Linked DNA regions of Sparus aurata: region 2 is linked to region 1. The links are chromatin contacts, called in public Hi-C maps. All regions are on one chromosome and are shown on one strand. The core of a region is the stretch at or near the end of the contact, and the rest is flanking DNA. Distances in the headings are between cores, read along the strand shown. Region 1 holds the start of znf277 (zinc finger protein 277). Region 2 holds the start of pdcd2l (programmed cell death 2-like).

Region 1 (3,502 bases), core at 242-2,741:
GACAAATCCACAATCTCTCATTTAACTGGAGAATTGTGTCTTTAAAAGGAATCTGGTGAACATTGGTTTGAATTGTGTCGTCTTACAAAATGTGTTTCAGCTTTTAAATTCATGTCAGCAGGTCTGAAAATGACAGCAGAGTTCTACAGTGGCGCCGAGATGAGGCTGATGTTGGACTTGGTGTCAGATCTCACCAGTCGTTTCTGTTGGAGCCTCTCTCGGAGGATTCGGTCCTCTGGAAGGACGTCACACAGCAGGAAGTAGTCCTCCTGCTTCTCTGTGAGAGCAAAAGGAGGACGAGCTTTAAATCAGACATGAGTTATAATATGTGCATCGTTAAGCAGCTTCTCATCAGGAAGATGAAGTCTGTTTCTTTAACAGAGAAATGATCAGACTGAAGGAAAACACCGGACAACACAAGCAGGTTATAAATATATATTTTACATATATGTATATATGTTACATACCACAAAATATAATTTTTTGGGCTAGTCCATCATATTTAATACCTGCCAATCTGAGAGCTACTGACGGTTTAATGTTATGTAAAAGCACAGCTGACTAATCCTGATCATCCCACAGCTGGCTGGTTTCTGAACGTCTGCAGCGGTGGATGGAAACCGTTTGTGTGTGTCATTGGTTGTAAGGTTCCTCAGAAGAAGTTCTGTGGACTCACCGACAGGTCCGGTGGAGTTTGTCTTGATCACGCTGCAGAAATCTGTGACCGGCTGCTCCAGGAATCTGCCCCTCCAGTACAACATGTACCTGATGAAACAGGAAACGCATCAGAAGAGCATCAGCGTCACTTCACCTGCAGCATGACGGAGGATGATTCAGCAGCCGGCCGTTACGCTTCATACTTTGGGAGGTCTGCGATGAGTTTGACATCTGCGATGACCAGCTTGTGCTCCAGCAGCAGGTGTTTGAGGAGGAGGTCCTTCTGCAGCAGGGGGACGGACTCGGGGCAGAACAGGCACACCAGCAGCTCGGAGCCAGGCCCCTGAGGACTGGGAGCACTGGTGCCATCAGCTGGCTGCTCTGGAAAACACAGCGGTTCCAGTATACTGTCCTGACCTGAGCACACACACACACACGCACACACACACACACACACACACACACACACACACAGGTACATCAAAACAGGTAGGTGTTACACTCTTAATTTAACACATTAACAGGTTGTAACGTGAGTGACAGTTAATTATATTCTGTCATTAAATCATTAAAACAGCAGTTGAGTCACTGTGGTTCCAGCAGGAGGTTAGCCTGTTAGCATAGTCGGCTAGCTGCTAATTGTTTAGCTCCATTACAAAGTAAACAGCTCGCGCCTGTTCCAGCTACATTAATGTCCGACAGACTCTGAGTTTATTTACAGACGAACAATCCGCTCCGAGCTGGAAACTGCCTCATTAAAGCCTCTGACGCGTCTGAGAACTCAACATACCGTGTTCACTCCCGTCACAGGCGGCCATCTTTAGTGTCATGTGGTGAAAACAGCCGCGAATTGACCAATCAGAGGTTGGAAAAAAGTATGCTGCATTCAGGGACTTCAGGTAAAACGCACACGCGGCACGGTGCGTTTAAGTGTTTTGAACTATCATCAAATCTCATGTTTATATGTCAATTATTACATGTTCAGAATCTAAACTATTACACTGTGTCACTGGGACTGACGAGATACATCCGGGTTAAAGTTTTTATTTTGTTATACGTTTTCACACAATCAATGTTGATTACTGAAGATCAATAGATGAGCTGTAGGGAAGCGTTTGCATGACAGCTGAATGTGGTTTGCCTTAAAAAAAAGAAAAAGTTAATACATTTGTTCACCTCCACACTCAGACTCTCACACATTGGCTGACCTGCTCTCTGCCCCCAGAACCTCTGAACATGTCCCTGAAGGCATCATGTAAAACCACATTTATCTGTATGAAAATGTCCCTGTTCATTCTCCGGTATGATCTACTCATCCTCAGCAGCAATAACAAAGGAAACAATGTCATCATGTCCGGAGTAAAACATTAAGGGACAACTTGACTAAACACATTATTATAAGTTTGTGGAAACACAGTGAATGTGAGGATCTCGGGCGTCCTGTGGGTCCGAACACAGAGGATCTAACAGTTGGTGACCCGGCTGATTAAAGGTTCTGTTTGTGTTCACACTGTAAGTTTCTCTCAGTAAAGTGTTGATGTGTTACTGAACTTTGACCACCAGGTGGCACAAACAGCTCACAGTTCATCGTCCTGCAGCCACTCGACTCTTTGTTGTTTCTCCAACACAAATATGATCAAGATGTCTTCATGCTGTTTGATAGAATTATACAGTTCATCAATAATATGAGCAGAACTGTTGATGTTATTGTTAAACAGCACACTTCTTCAAATTAATTATCAAAATAATGTAAACCAGTGATGGAAATAATTAGATTTACTAAAGTGCATATTATTATTATTGTTGCTGTTGTTGTTGTTGTTGTTGTTGTTGTTGTTGTTGTTATTATTATTAGTAGTAGTAGTAGTAGTAGTATTATGAGTATTATTATTATTATTATTATATACACAAACATTTTAAAACACAACACTTTTTGAGATGCTGCTATTATTATCGTGAAAATCAAGAAGTATTTTATGTTGATTATAACAATATAATGAGTCTGAGTAAGATATTGTCCACTTTTAATGACACAGGATCTTCTGCTTGTGGAGTATCTTTAAAGGTGCAAAGGTGAATTTTGTTGAAAACATTTAAGACTTCACTAAAATTCATATCCTCCAACATTAGGTGCTGAAAAACAGGGAGATTGTGTAAATGTCAGTGATGTGTAAACACAAACAGCCATTCAGCACAAACACTGTTCATAACATTATACTAATACTATCAGTCAGTGTTGTAATAAGTGACTGACACAAATACTACTTCAGTAAAATGATGCATATATACAGCTTATCTATACTTGTGTATAACCTGTATACTTTACAGCAGGTTGACTGGTTATTTTCAGCCCGGTTGATTATTTTAATCTGTTGTAGATAAATAAATAAATTAATCTAGTGAAGAACTACTTCAGCTCAGATGTAATCTGCAAAGTAACTAGTAATTTAAATGAAAAATAAATAAAAAGTGGGGTAAATTACAGCATTTGTCTCCAGAATGAAGCCGGTTGGAAGTACAACGTCTGAATAATGAAATACTCGAGTGAAGGACGAGTAAAAAAAAAAATTGTACTTGAGTAAATGTAGAAAATGTAGATTTAAAAAGGAGCAGTTCATCTAAATGTGAATGAAGATGCATCAGATGAATAAAAGTACGACTGTCCTTCAGAAATAACAAGTTCATCTTTCTGTTTGTTCATTAATGTTCTGATTAAAATGAGATGAAACCTTTAAATCCTCTGAAGTCTCTCTCCATCCTCTCTGTCTGTCAATTTCAATTTCAACAAGCTTTATTGGCATGACTGTGGTTCACAATATCTCTCTCTCTCTCCCTCTCTCTCTCT
Region 2 (3,826 bases), core at 1,076-3,575, 140 kb after region 1:
GTGCTGCGTTTGAGCGGTGGAGACAACTGGGACATGTGAAGGGCTTGAACAGTGATGCAGAGGTTGCTCTCTTTCTGTTGGACAGGTAATTATTTGTTTTTTTTCAGGGGGATTTGTTATTTGTTTGTTTTCATGAAATATGTGAGGTTTGCCAACTTGGCTACGTTTGTAGCTCGTATTAGCCCAATTCTAACGTTAGCTTCTTTGTGTGTTGTTTTTAGCCATGAGAATGGCTAATGAGTTGACCCAGTTTCCACTGGATAGGGGTCCGCTGCGTTCCGGCTCCGATTCGGTTTTGCTCCGCCATCCGGCAATCCCCACCGGTTGCGGTTTGAGTCCGCAACGGCGCAGTACGGTGCACAGCTGGCGTCAGGAGGCCGAGGAGTTCCCTTGATAATCATAACTTACAGGAGGTACCACGTTCAAATCTTGCTAGCTCTACAGGATTGTAGACCCTAGCTTTAATCTGGGGCTCTCCTCTGATGTCCCAGACTGCCAGCATAGTTGATTGTGTAACATGCATGTTTTAAATAAAACCATCTAAAAATGCTTCCTTGCTGCTGCTGCTGGTGGTGGTGGTGGTGGTGGATGTGGTGCTTGGGGAACAGGAAGAGGAGATTCTCATGTTAATGTTGGATCAGGGTTTCCCCTCGGCCCTGGTCATAACAGTAGCATTAAATGAGTCAGACTTATTTTACAAGCCTGGTGTTGTCAAATATTTTCTGTCAGATCAGTAGGAAACATTGTGCTGCTGGCAAACAGACTCAAACTCTCAGTCGTATAGACTTCAAACTCAAGAGCGCCACCGATCATCAGAAGCTCTGTGTTCAATTCTAAACTTGATGTCTGGAGGAGAACAAACAGTTTTCTTAACTCGCTGTTGTTTCTCCATCGTTCCCAATCCAGATCAATGGATTCAGTCCTCATCACTGCATTCAGAATCTCCTGTCGCTCACAATGGAACATTCTGGCATGTTTTGGTGTTTTTAATACAAGCAGGAGGTTTTTTCTTTAATTAAGCAAACTCACAAACATTCTTTAATTGAGGCAAAAACTCCTGTCAAATATTAATGTTCCTATCTTTGTTTTTAATAAGTGGGATACTCAGGATATTAACATCTCGTCCTATAAAACAGACAAGTAGTCCAGGAAGTACTGCGTTCAGCAGTATATGAATCTTGGACTACTTATATTATGGAAAGTAATTTTTTTTATTACACATCAAAGTTGGGTGAAAAATCCTTATTCTTGTTCTCCGTTAAGGATTCTGACAAAGTATTACTCAAAAAGTACACACTAAAACTGTAAAGTAGTCTCAGAAGTACTACTTTGTTTTTGTTTTGTTTCTCACGTCATCGTTTACTTTGAAATCCAGAAGGATACCTTTGTGATACCTTCAGTTTATTACCGGGAATAATTACTGTAAAAGTCTCGTGGCTTATGTTATGTTGGTAATTGTCATTTTTGTGCTGGTTTATAGTTTCACCATCAGTGAGGAAGCTGTTACATTTCCTGACACCAGCTGTTTTATCTCCATTCTGACTCCATGGAGACTTTCTCCATTCTGTATTTGTAGTTTTTAAATATAAGGTTTTCATATTGGACAATATATACGCTGATACGGATATATCTGTGATAGGCTAATATTGGCTCTACTATTTTGCACAATGTTCACTTTGTGTGCTTCAAGGAATTTAGATGGTAAAAAATTCCAAGGGGTCATGTAACTTAAAATGACCCTGCTTGTTGTGTATTGTGAGAAACATGAGAAAACCTGCCTGAATAAACTCAGTCCACTGCACACAGTTTAAACGTGCATTTACTCATTATGTTAATACAGTTATAAAAAGACAAGTATAGTAGGGAGAGAAGGAAGATAACTGGATAAAATGGAATTGTAGAATTAGAAATGTCACAGTTATGGTTGACGTCCTTTTGGAGGTGTACAGGTGTGAAAAATCAACAGATCACATACTGGTTATAATTGATACAATTTCTGCAAGTTAAACATCTAGTAGGCAGTCAGATCTCAGGAAAATAATCATGATTGATAATTAAAGTTAATATCCGGAAGCCATATCTGAACTTTCACTCTAGCATGACTTTTGGCTACTTAGCCAGTTCTACTTTAGTGCTTTTAATTTGTAGGAGCTGATACAAAACCGGAAATTGCTAATCAAGCTAGTTCCATTCAACGTTTAAAAATTACGTTTAATTAATATTGAATTAAGACAGTTATCAAAACACAATAAAGTTATTTTTTCCAGTTTATTTAAGACAAAACCACTTAAACTGAAATTATCTCGCTGTTTACTTCCGTTACTTTAACGGAAGTGACGATGTCCGTCCTGTAGGAAGCTTTCTAAATTTACTTCAGTTTAACAGACATTCTTCACATTTTCACGCGTATGTATTATTTTTATTAACAGAACTATTTTACTGCTCGCTTCGGCCACATTTACAACAGTTTACATGTATTTCTACAACTTTAACGAACATCCGGCCGGCGGTGTTGTTTTGGTGACGGACCCTCGACGCTCACTTTGACTTCCGGTCGGTGTTTTTAACATGTGAGGGATGATGGCGGCCCCCGCTCAGGAGGGAACTCTGGTCGGACTGTGTGATGGAGAGATCGACACTAAGCGGCACCAGACTTCATATCTGACCAACAAAGTCGGGGGTCAGCCGGACTGGCTGCCGGGCATTCCCCGGCTGTCTCCCCGCTGTGGACGCTGCGGAGCCCCGCTGCTCCATGTGGTGCAGGTGTACTGTCCCCTGGATGTCTCCCCCTACCACAGACACCTCCACCTGTTCGCGTGCCCGGGTGCCGAGTGCAGCAGCGGGGCGGAGTGTTGGAGGGTGCTCCGCTCTCAGTGCCTGGAGGCGGAGGTGGCGGCAGCAGCAGCGCGGACACCCAGCCGGCCTCCCCCGGCTCAGGAGGCTCCTCTGGCGGCCACAGACTGGTGTGACACCGCTGATGACTGGGGGATGGAGGAGGAGGATGGATGGGGAGGAGGAGGAGGTGTGAAGAAGGACAGCCAGGTTCAAGAGGAGGCAGCAGCTCCTGAAGCAGATGGTGAGGAGGAAGAAGTACTCAGATATGTAACTGAAGTAAAGAAAGTAGTACTGCTGAGTAGAAATACTCAGTTACAAGTTAAAGAGCTGCGTTCAAAATCTGACTTAAAGTTTTAGCATCAGGATAAAGTTTAAGTACTTTATTACAGTGAGAGAGGTGTGAATGTGTTCGTTACATTAATAAGTAACTAAGTACTTTATAATAAACTGTGTTGATATGTGTGTGGGGAATATACTCACTGGTAGTTATACATCATCATTTATTAGTTGATTTTTGAATCCCGGTTCTACGGAAGCCTTTAGAGAACAAGTGAGGAACAAATGAAGGAAAAATAATTCTGGCAAAACAGTTGTTTCAAATATTTAATAAGTCATAAACACGGAGAGACAACAGTTTAGATCAGACTGAGAAAAATGATCAGCAGGATATTTTCCTCACTCGCCTCTCAGGGCTTCTGTTTATTACCAACCAGGTCCTGGTCCACCATCAGGTCTCAGTCTGCTGTAGAATCCTGACACCTCTGTGATATGACTCTCTGCTGTCATGGCTCCATTACAGATGGAATGAATGATCTGATTGTCATCTTTAAACTCTGGAGGGGAACGTTTGTCTGTTTCCACTTTAATGAACAGAAGATTTCCAGATTAATTTGTAGAACACGAACAGATTGCAGCTGAAATGTTTCTGTCACCTCACAGTCTGACATGCACACCAGCTTCTCCCTTATATAAACTGATCCCTCAGATTTTC

Evidence for each region. A called contact is a pair of places that touch in the nucleus more often than the background predicts.
Region 2: a contact with region 1 is called in a Hi-C map of skeletal muscle, with 7 times the contacts expected there. The contact joins the promoter of pdcd2l here to the promoter of znf277 in region 1. A contact is called at or near these places in 2 of 2 Hi-C or Micro-C datasets (skeletal muscle and an unstated tissue).

What each region holds. Positions count from the first base shown.
Region 1 is chr8:1,655,110-1,658,611 of fSpaAur1.1, forward strand. znf277 (zinc finger protein 277) reads right to left here and starts at 1,492. Exons shown (of 12, transcript XM_030426801.1): 1 at 1,448-1,492; 2 at 861-1,074; 3 at 677-765; 4 at 195-277. The coding sequence starts at 1,487.
Region 2 is chr8:1,791,679-1,795,504 of fSpaAur1.1, forward strand. pdcd2l (programmed cell death 2-like) reads left to right here and starts at 2,326. Exons shown (of 2, transcript XM_030426460.1): 1 at 2,326-3,076. The coding sequence starts at 2,578.